Regions from separate parts of the Gasterosteus aculeatus genome. Here region 2 is linked to region 1. Evidence: chromatin contacts called from public Hi-C data. All regions are on one chromosome and are shown on one strand. Each heading gives the region's core, a stretch centred on a gene start, on an enhancer-like site or on the middle of the called end of the contact. The rest is flanking DNA. Distances are from core to core; before and after follow the strand shown. Region 1 has its middle 21 kb from the start of ca8. Region 2 overlaps tox (thymocyte selection-associated high mobility group box).

The links. Hi-C and Micro-C count contacts between places; a contact is called where the count stands out from the background.
Region 2: a Hi-C map of skeletal muscle shows a contact between it and region 1, with 9 times the contacts expected there. The contact joins two enhancer-like sites. A contact is called at or near these places in 5 of 6 Hi-C or Micro-C datasets (liver, skeletal muscle, tail fin and 1 more).

The regions. Positions count from the first base shown.
Region 1 is chr3:6,994,999-7,001,657 of fGasAcu3.hap1.1, forward strand. No RefSeq gene overlaps it. Among protein-coding and RNA genes, the nearest start is that of ca8, 21 kb to the left of the region's middle. Within about 2 kb of position 3,958, at least 2 of the 9 cell types and tissues checked have open chromatin away from gene starts, as enhancers often do.
Region 2 is chr3:7,067,083-7,073,741 of fGasAcu3.hap1.1, forward strand. tox (thymocyte selection-associated high mobility group box) reads left to right here. Exons shown (of 10, transcript XM_040171797.2): 8 at 1-500; 9 at 3,136-3,296; 10 at 3,586-4,835. The coding sequence ends at 3,622. Among protein-coding and RNA genes, the nearest start is that of lrrc53, 7.9 kb to the right of the region's middle. Within about 2 kb of position 3,434, at least 2 of the 9 cell types and tissues checked have open chromatin away from gene starts, as enhancers often do.

The DNA.
Region 1 (6,659 bases), core at 2,708-5,207:
CACCAACCTTGCAGTTCCCGGTGCACCCTCTCTACCCCTGCACCACGACAACCAAATATTGTTTATAAAACCATCAAAAAACCTCAGATGAGGGCAACAGAGCCCATATTAAGGAACACAGCGATGAGAGTAACAAAAAGCCTTTGGGAAAAGAGGGAAAACCGGTATTTTGAAGAAGTAAGTATTTTGAGAGGAGGGAGGCGCTGTGGTCAATGGGATGCAAGAATGTCTGAGGGATAAAGAGGGGGAACTAGAGGGCGGCATGCCAAAAAAAGTAAGGAAAGAACAATGGAGTATTGTATATAGTGTAAACGGATACTTATCTGGTCCAACCAGCACTAACCCACCTGAAACAAGACCTGTGAATAAGAGGACGGAGACAAGTGGAGAGGACGGGGCTCTGGGTGGAGGTCGACTACCATTAAAAAAAAGGGTAGATATTTCGAATTAAAAGACTAGTGGTACCAGACTAGACAGAAGCCAAAACAGGACAACCTGCATGAATCAGCTCTCACCCCCATTCATGTGAATGTTACAACCGACTATCATGGGCTGCATATCTTATTGTAGAAATAAGGGAACCTGTCTTGTCCGTCGTTGTCCATCTGTCCGCACCGATTGGGATGCGTGATTTAAGCTAAATGCTGATAGTGGAATGCTGAAAGCTCTCAGTAGCCAAGTTAAAAGGCTAATGCTAAGTGGCTATACTGCTAACCATCTTCACCAGTGTGTTAGAATGCTGACATGAGCCAATTAGCAATACATACACATTTCAGTCTTCAGTTTTCAGTTTTTATGGTTTAGTGTGATGCAAAAACAAGCTTAAGGGACTTAAACGTTTTGTTCTATGATGTAAAATATTTCAGTGGTTCACACATTTGTGTAACTCATTGACGTCTTAAAAAGAGGCTGAATGAGACAAATTAACATCCTCATGAGAACTCTTGTTTGCCTTAAAGTCACTTGACCGTGGTGTACAAGGTTTAAAGCCTAACTCAGCTTTCAACTTCAGCAATCAGGAAACATTCATTACCATAATATGTCAGCCATACAAGGAATTTGACTTGCCAGTTGGTGCATTTCTAAAGTGATTAATCATTACTTTTAAGATTCAGTCTTTAGAAGAAAAACAAACATTCATTATAAACAACATTGTAACAACAGCAACATTCATTCATTTCCATTAACCGAGATGAATGAATTTCAAAATTTAATGTCACTGTCTCCGGACCTGGAAAACTATCCGGTAAAACTATTGATAAAAATGATCGTGTAATGTTTTCAGGGGATTTAACGGTGTTAAAGTAGGCATTAGCTCATTACCTTTTGAGCCAAATACTGTTTTAATTATGAAAGTAAAAATGTTCATAACCAGAGTTGGTAAAAGGACGCTGGTGAATTAGCCGTGCGCTGCTGTAGGCGTGAGCCGGACCGACGTCCATCGTCATTGTAACGTCACTGTCTCCTGACGCGGACGGCGAAATCTATCATCTGCAAAACTAAATAAAGGCATACAGACATTTATTCCACTGTTGAGGCCTTTACGATTACATTTTGTAAATCATTTAATGAAAATGTCACTTAGTAAATGAAATTCCTAAGCGTATCCTGACAGGAGGGACCATCACGACATGTGACCAGCTGGAGAGCATTGGATGGAACATGAACCTTGTAGCTGAATGATGAATGTAGTTTCTGATCCTCCTTTGTTCAGCAATTGTAGGAACACTCTTTTGAGTGGAACAGTTGCAGCTTTACAACCAAACCACTCATGGGCAACTGTAGCCACTGTGTGTGTGTGTGTGTGTATATATAATCTAATGACGTAATACGTATACAGCTATATGCACATACAGATTAAACAGTTCCTACTTTAACCGGAGCCCTCAGTCATCCGTTACATCAGTCTGATGGAGGAGGCCGGTTCCCCTCCTCCATCAGGCGAGGGAACCTGCCTAATGATCTATGTGTAACCATGCTGCCCCCTGCTGTTACACACACACACATCAGCACAGCTGGATCCTCTCACAGATCAACACTGAGCAGCACAAATTGCACACATTTTATTTCAAAAAGCTTAATGCTGGAAAGTCTGTGTGGTTGTCATGTGACCAGTACTTCAGTTAGAGAAGTTTTCTCTCATCATACCACCCCATAAAGGTGAAGATACCAAAACAAAAAATATTCTATTTCTGCAAAGTACCTCTGCTAATACAACAAAATATGTCAAATCTGAAAATAATGTTTGACAGAATTGTATTATTTAATTTTATCTCATAAATCGACCACTGATCCACTGATTTTAATTATTTTAGTCATAATGAGGAATACTACTACTCTTACTAGTACTACTTCTACACTACTACTATAGAAGACATCCTGCCTGTTTGTACTACTAAAGACGTCCCACCTGGTGAAGAAGTTGGTTCTGTGAATCTACAAATAAAAGAATGATATTAATTGATCTTATTTGATGACGAGGCAAGGCAATTTTATTCGTTGCACATTTTAACAACAAGGCAATTCAAAGTGCTTCACATAAAATCATTAAACACATCCAAAAATAAAGCAAGGAGATTTATAAACAATTAAGAACATTGATATATTGAAACATAAAAGAAAAACAGTCATTAAAGGGATAAAAAAGGATACGAAACTACCAGACTATGGATGAGTTTTTTCAGTTGTGGGAAAATACCAAACCAACATCATTCACAGCCGACGTCTGTGAGGTGTCTCGGAGGCATTGAGTTAGAACGAGGAAGGCGAGGCCGTTAAAAAGCCACGCTACCAAAGTGCATTATGGGACAGGAAGCAAACGTGGTAAATCGGTTTGCACTCTTTTCTACATACCAGTATTAAATAATGTAATACTGATGTCATGTTAATAATAAACATATAATTAACATATTTCATTGTTTTCAATTATTGTTTTAAATAAAAATTAAAGAAAACAAAGTTGAATGAAAGATGTAAAAAGGAAACACTAAAGTATGGTTTACCTCATGCACCACCTCGTCATTTGCAAGTGCCTTCATTGTAAAAATAAATGAATAATATACAATAAATGTGAATGGTTTTGTAAATGTCTGATATTGTGACAGCCCTAAATGAAAGAAGCAGTTAATACAAAACTCTATGCATTGTGTTGGTCTGTGGAGTCGGATTGAGACCATGCATGAGCTGCACAGTCCAGCTGCTCTGGCCACCAGCAGGAGGCTCTGTGGGGACGTGAGAGACTCCACGGTGATGTGCGAAGAGGAGGGAGGTAAATCTGTGAAGAGAGAAGCCTTCCATCAGGGACGATTATCAGCACCGCGAACGGATCTGTGGGGCCTTCAAGGATTTTCCTTCCTGCTGCATGCATGGAGTGTTTGCTCCACCATTGAAGGAGCACGGCTTTCAGTGTGTGTGTTCCTTGAAGTGAATGATGGTATTCTGCACTAACACACAACCTTCTGCCAAAGTCAGGACACATTTGATTAGTTCACATGGAGGACTTCTGTGTTTTGGTTCTTGTCCTTCTCACTGGTCTGAAGTCAGTGGGCATCGCCAGTCAAAAGTGATCAAACCAAGGACACACACACACACACACACACACACACACACACACACACACACACACACACACACACACACACACACACACACACATACAGTTCCGAGACCAAAGCTTTTTGTTTTGAGAGCTAAAGTTTTTGTCATGCAGCCAAATATTTTCGTTTCATAAGCAAAACTACCAAATAATGTATTCTCAGTTTATATATATTTACTTAGAAACTTGATTTTTGTTTGTGTTTATCGGCACCAGACCTCGAGGTAATCTGGACCGGCAGCACAGGTTACACAGGCTAGGACGCACTGTGCAGTCTGTGGATTGATACAGGGAGAGAGGACACACGTCAGCGTCAAGCTCAAACCAGAGCTGGTTTTATTCTGAGCTTCGCATGAGCGGAGCCTGTAGCTACGTTCTCTCCAATGGATCCACAGCAGCACCACAGCGCTCTCTACGGACGTGAACGTGTAATACCTCAATATAACGTCTGAAAGAGTGCAATTATTAACAAAGAAAAAGGTGGGGGGTCTGTTTTTGTAGCATTTCCAACCTACTACATTTACAATGCAAGAAATTTCCTCTCAAAACAGTTTTTTTTGTTTGCATGATAAAGACATAAATCTACCTTAATACATGTCAGGTACATCTTGCTAATCTTGCTAGTCAAAGGTTGGACCCCTTATACCTTCAGGACTGCCTTCATTCTTGGTGTTATACTTTCAACCAGGTGTTGGAAACATTCCTCACAGATGTTGGTCCATATTGACACAATAGTATCACGCAGCTGCACATCTATGATGTGAATCCCCCGTTCCACCACATCCAGAGGTGCTCTACTGGATGGAGATGTGGGGTCTGGAGGCCAATGGAGGACAATGAACTCATGTCCAAGACACCAGTTTGAGATGGTATGAGCTTTGTGACATGGTGCATCATCCTGCTGGAAGTAGCCATCAGAGGATGGGACACTGTGGTCATGAAGGGTTGGACACGGTCAGCAACAATACTCAGGTTGTGTTAGGGATTTAAGCAGAAGAGCACATAATGGTTAAAATGTGATGAACTGTGATGATTTAAGATGTGTTTTTATTAAAATGTACCATCTATCAGATGATGTTATTATGCATGCTATGTCATGTTTACATGATGAAGCTTTAAGCCAAAGATGGGATCATTGAATGTCGTATTAAGTGAACAGGGATCGGTCAGGTCAATGAGGGATTTCAGATTTGGCCGTCAGATGGAGCCAGGAGGGAGTCATGTGATAACTTGGACCACAAAGGAGACACGTTTGAATGTGCAGCCAATCACATTCGGTTGCACACAAAGGACACACCCCGGGAGTTTTATAAGTCGCTTTAGACTTGGACCAGGGGACCAGAATGAAAATATTATACTATTCATACTGTATTTCACGTTCTAATTGTATTCCTTCTGTTAGTTAGTGAATTGGTTATCATTTTTAAACTCGATCCTGTTTTTTTCGTCTCAGAAGGGGCGATGGGATCCGTGATCAGCCGGCCAGTCCACAGTAAGCTGCAACATTTAAACCGTACTCAGTTGGTACTATGGGGCCCAAAGTGTGCCAAGAAAATACCCCCCCACCATCACCCCAGCAGAAGCCTGCAGCGTTGGTACAAGGCAGGATGGATCCAGGCTTTCATGTTTGCTCCACATTCTGACCGACCATCTGAATGTCACAGCTGAAATGAGACTTATCACACCAGGCAACATCTTTCCAAACTTCCATCGTCTCATTGTGGTGACCCTGTGTGAGTTGTAGTCTCAGTTTGCCCGGCGTGGTCTGCTGCTGCTGTAGCTGATCTTCTTCAGGGTTCCCTGTGTTGTGCGTTCACAGATGGTGTTGTGTGTTGTTTCTGTCCACACCACTGCTGCTCACTGGACATTTCCTCTTTTTGGACCATTCTGTGAACTCTAGAGATGGTTGTGCGCGTAACAAGCAATTGAACAGTTGTACCCAATAAGGTCAATAAAGTGGCCGGTAAGGGTGTATATCCATGTATCTGACGCAACTAAATGAACATGATGACAACTTAGCCCAATAAATATTTACAATACCTGTCATAGGGTCGTCGTGGCGCAGGGGTAGAGAGGGTGTGCTGGGAACCGCAATGTTGGTGGTTTGAGTCCCGGCTGCCCCATGTCAAAGTGTCCCTGAGCAAGACACCCAACCCCTAATTGCTCCCTGGGCAAAAATGTAAAGAAAAATCCATGGATAAAAGTGTCAGCTAAATGACCTGTATGGTAATGTAATATTCAACACACCTCTTCAGACTTTACCTTGACTAAAACACTAAATTGCACCACTTATAATGGCTCTTCTATGGATCTATAGAAAGTTGTAAATCGGCTAATTTGATCAAATTTCACTTTCTTGTTTCTTGTTCTTCTGAGTTTGTATCCCTATGGTTAAATGCACTTATTGTGAGTCACTTTGAAAAAAAAAGCGTCAGCTGAATGACATGTAACGTAATCCCACTAGAAATAAATTAAGAGAGTAAGACTAAAAGAATAAAATTAAAACCAACATGATCTACAAATATTGCAGCAATGTGATGAAAAGAATATTTATCATACGTGGCAGTACATGAAAACCCACTGATCATTTGTTGGTTTCCTGCTGGACTTGACTTCACGTGTGGCTGAGACATTTGTTCATTTCAATAGTAACTGATGTATGATGGAGGGAGACTGGAGACGAGGCTCCGCCAACGGTTAAGTGTACGGTTAGGGTCCAAATGGAACCTTACTAAAATAATTACAATTTAAAGAAACTTATATCTATTAAATCAAATATCTCACAAGTGTGAAGAGCATGTGTGTGTATGTGTGTGGCGCACACATTGTGGTTTGAATTCCCCTGCTGTTTGTCTACTTGACCATCTGTCTGACCCTCTCACACTATTGACCTCGTTCTCTGTGTGTGTGTATGTGTGTGTGTGTGTGTGTGTCCAGTGTGCCCTTGGCCTCAATCACATTAGCACAGACATTATCAACTCTTGAATGACCACAGCACACTCCCACTCGGTAGTGAAAGATGAGGGAAAGAGAGGAAGGGGGGGTGGAGACAGAGCCGGGAGGG
Region 2 (6,659 bases), core at 2,184-4,683, 72 kb after region 1:
ACAACGATCCCTCTGAAATGAAGCCCCCCCACCCTTCCTCCACCCCTCCCTCCTCCTCAATGTTTACCTCCAAACCCTCGGTGTACCCCGGTCACTCCGGTTCAATGGCCCACCCGCACTCCCTCCCTCCCCACCCCCATCAGCACCCGAGCATGTACATGCCGTACCCTCACCCGTCGCACCCTTCCCACGCCTCCAGCCCCGGCCTCAGCCCGCACCTGCCCCCACCTCACTCCCAGATCCACCCCCAGCTCCAGGCTCTGTCCTCAAGGGGCACCGTGCCGCGGCCCAGCGTCCCCCACCAGGGAGTTCTGTCCCTGGGTGGCATGGCGGCGGCGTCCCCTCCTCCTCTCCAGGTCAGCCCTCCTCTCCACAGCCAGGCACACCTGGGGGGGCTGCACAGTCCACACCACCAGCACCACCAGCACCAGCACCACCAGCACCACCAGCAGCTGAGTGGACACTCGCTTGGAATGGCGCACTCGCCTGGCATCCCACAGGTCAGTCTCAGTCTTGATTGTTGTCAACAACTGTTGACTCTTCCCAATTGATGTATTTATTTCTATTGGGGACTATTTTCTCCTGCGAATTGTGTGTGTCAATGTGTTCACGGTACTGAGGGAACTTGTCACCGGGGGCAACGGATGATGAGCTGCCAATAGAGCTTTGTGTTCTTATGGGATTATTTAGGTGACGATATGAAACATGCAGATCTATAGATCTCGATCCACCCTTAGTGATGTTTTCTCACCCTTTCCTCAATCAGCTCACTCAAAAGTCAGCCATCTGTTCTTTTGAGTACTCCTCATTTTTAAATTGGACTTTGGAATCAGGACACATGTTGTGTTTCCTCAGTACGTTCCTCTATGACCACAAAACCATCTCACACACACACACACACACACACACAAGTCAGCCTTCCTATTTCCTTGAGGTAACAGCATCTGGCTGCTTATAAAGCTGCAGAGAGAATGGAGATGGATGAATATATCAGCCGAGGAGACACGCACAGTGTACATGAGATGGGGGCTCGAGGAGGAGAGGACGCGTCAGCATTTCCTTGAGGAGTGCAGCCTGAGCAGACCTGAACATAACTCTATTAATCCTCATCATCATCCAGTCGGATCAGTGGACCTCTGTTTCTCGCCTGTAGAAATCAAAGAGGGAGCCCAATAGTTTCCATTAGGACCTACTTCTAGCTTTCAGCGTACCTGTATCAGTCGATACACTCTGACTGCAAACAGGAGACGAGGAGGACGAGCGGCTGTCTCCTCCGGAGAGACAAAAATGGGGCGATGGATTGCTGCTCGGTCTCATATTATCCTTGGCTTTATAGTGCACTTTTAAATCCCACACTCCATAATCCCCCCTCGCTCTCTCCATCCTCCATGCTTTTGCATATTTTTTGCAATAAAAAGAGAGAGCCGACAAAAGTGGAAAAAGAGAGAAAAGGGAGAGAGGACACAGTGACACAGACCGAAAGTTTTTTTTCTTTCCGATGAGTGAAGAGTGAGAAATGATGGGGGAAGGGAGAAAGCGAGGGAGGGGGAGAGACAAAGGAGGCAGATGGGGTCTTTGTGAAGGAGTGAAGGAGAAGAATTTGCTCGACAATGGATGAATAGGTGAGGTAGAGGAGGAGAGGGGGGAGAACCCAACCACCTGCTGTCCTCCTCTTTCTCCTCTTTCACTCAGATTAACTTCCCTTTCAGCCTCTCTCTCCCTGTGTGTGTGCGTGTGCGTGTGTGTGTGTCTCTCTGTCACACACACACACACACACACACACACACACACACACAGCACTCCCTGGTTTTTCTCTCCCTCTCCATGTCCCTCTCCTCCCTCGAGTATCTTATGGTTAGAGACATGCTTGCCAACTTTTCCTCCTCCTCTCCTTCTTCCTGCTCTCCTCTTACCTTCTCATCTCCTCTACACCCCCCCCCCCCCCCCATCTCCCCTCCGACCCCCACATTCTGTGTAATTACTGCTGATGAACCCATGACTGATGTCCGTCTCCTCATTACCTCACAGCCTTCAGAAGGTGGTCTTTATTCAGCGGTTGGTTTGATAGGACACCGTCGGCTGAGGGATGGGGGGGTTCAGTCGTGGACTGTGTGAGGGTGCAGGAGGACGTGAGGACACCTACTGTCACTATGATGGATCTCACGTTCAAACCTGCTCCTGCACTGCCACCAATGCAGACAATCTCAGCTTTCAACCACTTCTGACCAACGTAAAACCTTAAACCATTACTAAAGAGCTGAAAGGAGTTTCTAAGGTCCTCCTGACTCTTCTTCTCGGCCGTGTGGTGATGGATGTTCAGGCTACTATCACTTGGTTACTTTTACTGAGCAGAAGTTCAAAAGATGGGATTTCTCAAGAAAGGGCTGAAGTTATTGATTATTCGTGATTGGATTAGGAGGTAAAGAGCATACATATATGTCACTCTAAGTCTCAAGCATAGTTCCAGCTAACCCTCACTGAGAACGTGGGTTCTGTCCTTAGACCACATCAGTTCCCGGGAGGCTGACAGGCGGAAGCTTACTGAAGCAAAATAGTTCCAGGGGCAGAAATCAATAGTTTGATGTACAACATCAGAAAAGAAGCCCTCCAGCGACAGGATTGTTCATGTCTTCAATGTTCTTCTCACTGGAGTCTGCTCAAGTCAGATGTGAACATCACCAGAACCTCCTTCAGCTCAGACTCCAGCGGGTCCACCTGCACCGACCCAGTTCCACTTCCCTGCAGCCTTTGACCTGCAGTCGGAGCTCCGGAGGGACAAGGACAGCGTCTCCTCCTCCAGCAGCAGAGCGCTGGAGACCCAGGACGTAGTGCTGGACCCGCCGGAGGGGAGGGAGGCACTAAGGAACCAGAACCAGCACTGGGAGGGGCCGACTGTATACGGCAATTTAATGAAAGGTTTTCAAAAGGGACCCTGGTGCTCCGAAACCACCGCATGGGACCTGCATGTGTTCTTAGCCGTAGAAAATGCTCAGCAGTACCGTATAGAGCTGCTCTGCAGGCACTTCAGCCTCAAGGTTCAACCTCCCAAAACCAGGAAACATCTTCTATGTAAAAGGGTTACGTTATTTAATGAGGCACCTTTTATACACCAAGTGCTTTTTGTTATAATTCCAGGGCTACCATCCATCCCTCCAGTCTGACTACCAGCAAATAGGGGGAGGAATGCTTAACGGCGGAGGGATGATGTCATCATCAGTGGACTACCATCAGCTTGGTCGACACGCGCCCAACCACCACCCCTCTCTGGACTGGAGCAACGATTACCATGGCAACGGGTAGGGTTTTAGGGTCTTTGAAGAGTAAAATGACGTTTTCGCTGCCCTTCTTCACGCATTGCCACAGTTAGGTGCAGCTGTAGCCAACGACACTGTGACATCACTATTGGGGGCGGTTACATTTCTGGCCACACCCATCGGTACGTGCTGGGTCAAGCAGGCTCTCTGATACTTTGATTGAGAGTGGGCTGCTTCCCAGCTGCCCCTGACGGGCGCGATGGACTGTGGTGACCTGTGGTGCGGTGTCGGGTTCCTGTGACCTCACCGAGTGTTTTCTCTCCTCCAGCAGCGGCCTGCAGAGGGACAAACCTCTCTATCTGAGCTAATCTCAGGACAAGATGACGGCAAATCTTCCACGCCGAGGAACACACGACAAGCCTGACCCGCCACGGAGGACTCACCCACCGACACGCGAGCTACACCCGAGTTCAGCGCTCCAACCAGAAGCCTGAGCAGCAGAAGGGGACTTTTCTGCTGCAAAAAGTTTCCGGTCCCTGCATGTCCCACGGCCGGTCGTACCGGTTTCTGGCTCTATTTTTTTCTACCGATTGTCTGGACCGATTGCTATGCTTTGAATTGAAGTTGTGTATCCCAGCGCGGAGAGGCGGTGTGCTGTGAACCACGACCATAGGTGTACATACTCCTCACAAAGGGACGTTCTGTCTAATATCCTGTCCTCCCTAAACAAATGAAACCCCTTATCTAGTTCTTCATTTGGTAAAGACGCCGTTTACTGTCAGCTCCAAAAAGCTCTGAGGAGCCAAGTGTAAATTACTGTAACATAAAGGTTTGAGCTGTCGATTTAAAGCCAATTGACTCATTCTTTTCTTTTTCTTTTGATCTGATGTCTCCTTCTGCGACCAAAGGGAACACAGCACGCAAACAATAAGTAACCAAATCCTCCACAAACTGTTCTTCACTTCCTGTAATAGACTGTGAGATGATGCCGGATGGACTCAAGTCCCACACGCACTGAACTCGCAGCGCTTTAATTGTGTGCGATTTAAGAGCTTTCATTGTTCTCGCAGCGACGCTACAAATTCATTGTATTTTAGTCCTTGAGACAACGAAATGTCAAACAATTCTTTGTTGGGGGGAGAAAAGAAACGAAAATAGTCCTTTGGCCGCTGACAGCTCCTCCTCGCGGCATATGTCCGTTGGTGATATTGATTCGGATCCAAACTGCGTGCGAGTGTGTGAGTGAAGTGTTAATGAGAAGGTTGGTTGGGGCGCACGGTCTCTATGTCATCTCTATTTCTCTGTGCACAGAGGCTATTTAATAAGAAACTATAACTGTTGCTGGGTTGGCTGTGTTTTATTGTTGTTTTTATAATCAAATACAAGTTTTGTTTTAGTGTTAATGATGATGAGGGACGCATTTCTCTCTCTGCTCTGTATCTCTTTGTATTAATGTGTTTTTTTTGGCAGATGAAAGGACTCTGGGCAACAACAACCATGAAGATTTTCTTATTTTTGGATTCTAATAATGTGTTTGAGAATAAAGTCAGCGCTGCATTGATGTGCAGTCATTACTCCAAACCTGCCTTTTCTCCTCCTTTGTTTCCGAGTGGTTTGTGACAGCAGCTCTAATGACGCCACATAATAATGCAAACTTTTATCTCCGTAAGACCTTTGGGTCCCGGCCTTTGCGTGTATGCAAATCAGCTCTGCTGTAATTGCAGAACAAATGTCTGAAGTTCCAGAAAATATGTATTTTTAATCTATTGTCAAAACAAGTTTGTTGGCCACGTGAGCCGTGCCGCTGTGCAGGAGAGGGAGACGTCGGCTGGTCGGTGCAGACTGAACCCCCCCCAGAGGTCGATTTGGTTCACTTATCCTCACGAGTTGGTGGAGACCAAAAGGGAGCTGAAACCGTTTATTGGACTACATGAGAGACTTGTGTATACATCTCAAGTGCAGTATTTTCATCCATCAGAAGCAACAAGCCCACATTGGGGGAGAGGAGGGGGGGTCAGTCAGTTCAGGCTGCTGCTCTTTAGTAACAACCCTATTCTCATACTCGCTGTCCGTAGTCCGTAATTTGTTCAGGGGATCCTGAAGCTCTACACAATATGGGACATGTTTCTGTCTTTTTCTGGGGAGGAGGCTAAATAATTTCAACATTGTGACATACCAACAGTTTTGATTCCGTTCTCCTTCAAATCCGCCTTTAAATAAATGAATTTCTTTGTGAAATAATGTGATTAAGCTCATTGGGTTGGTTGCATTTTGTGTCCAGAAAGTGTCATTTCCCTTCTGTCCGCCATGAAGCCCACCGCTGTGGAACAGGCGGCCTTCAGTGAGGACACACTGCCCCCTGCCGGGCCGCACGGGAGGGCTGCAGCTACTTCCTGTCCATACATGTCCTTTCAATTTGACTTTGGGCTAAATGACAACTGTCCCTTATCCTGTCACCGGATTTTAGTGTAAAAAAGTGTATCAGAGTCATTTTTTAACCATTTAAACTGGAGAGATGAAGTGAATGCTGAAGCAGGACCTGGATAGACCTTCACTGATGGTCAGGTGTGTATAAGCCATGGCCTCTAATGCCTGGATAGCTACCAAATAAAGGTACACTGAGGGTCAAAACCCCAATTGAGATTTGGGAGCCCTGGATTTCGTGGCAGACGGCCTACAACACAACTTCACTGTATCGTTTAGAATCTGCCTCTTTTTAAGCAGCTAGTTGTTTACAGCTAAAGGTCCTGATGAAGCCATTGCGACCTGCCCAGGCATCAAACTATCCCGTGAACATAGTGGAGCAGATTTTATTCCCTCAGGAGCATATGAGAAAAGTACCTGAACGAATGACGTGTCTGCTTGGTGCGTAGCGGAGAAGCTTAACCTGCTGACCTGTTTAAGGTGACGAGGTCTGCTTTAAAGCTACCTCAGCTTCCCACAGTTGGATAAAGAAAATACAGTATATTAATACAGGTTTAAGTAGTTGCTTGGAGTATTTTAGCATCAATAAATTATTGATAGATTAATTAATGGTTGTCAACTTTGGCTGAGTGAGCGGCTGGATTTCTTATGGCACAGAAAGGAAGAGCACGCCCTCCTTTCCTGTGTAAGCGCACTTTGCATTGAAAAGCCACAAGGCTTTTGTAAAATGTTGTTTCTCATCTTGGCAAATTAGCAGCACTCTTGACATGGCACCTTCGGGAAGTGTAAACCGATCCACCTGCAGGCCGCGTTTAGAGGTCGGCAGTGTGACCAGTGAAACCCAACCTGCTGCAAACAACCGTCCTGGTGCCAACGAAACAAAACCCAATCCAGCAGTGACACACAGAATCAGCCTGGAGGTGTGAGGTGTGAGTCCCTGCAGCCTCTGTTACTGTAGTGCTCAGGTCCATGGGCTGCCCC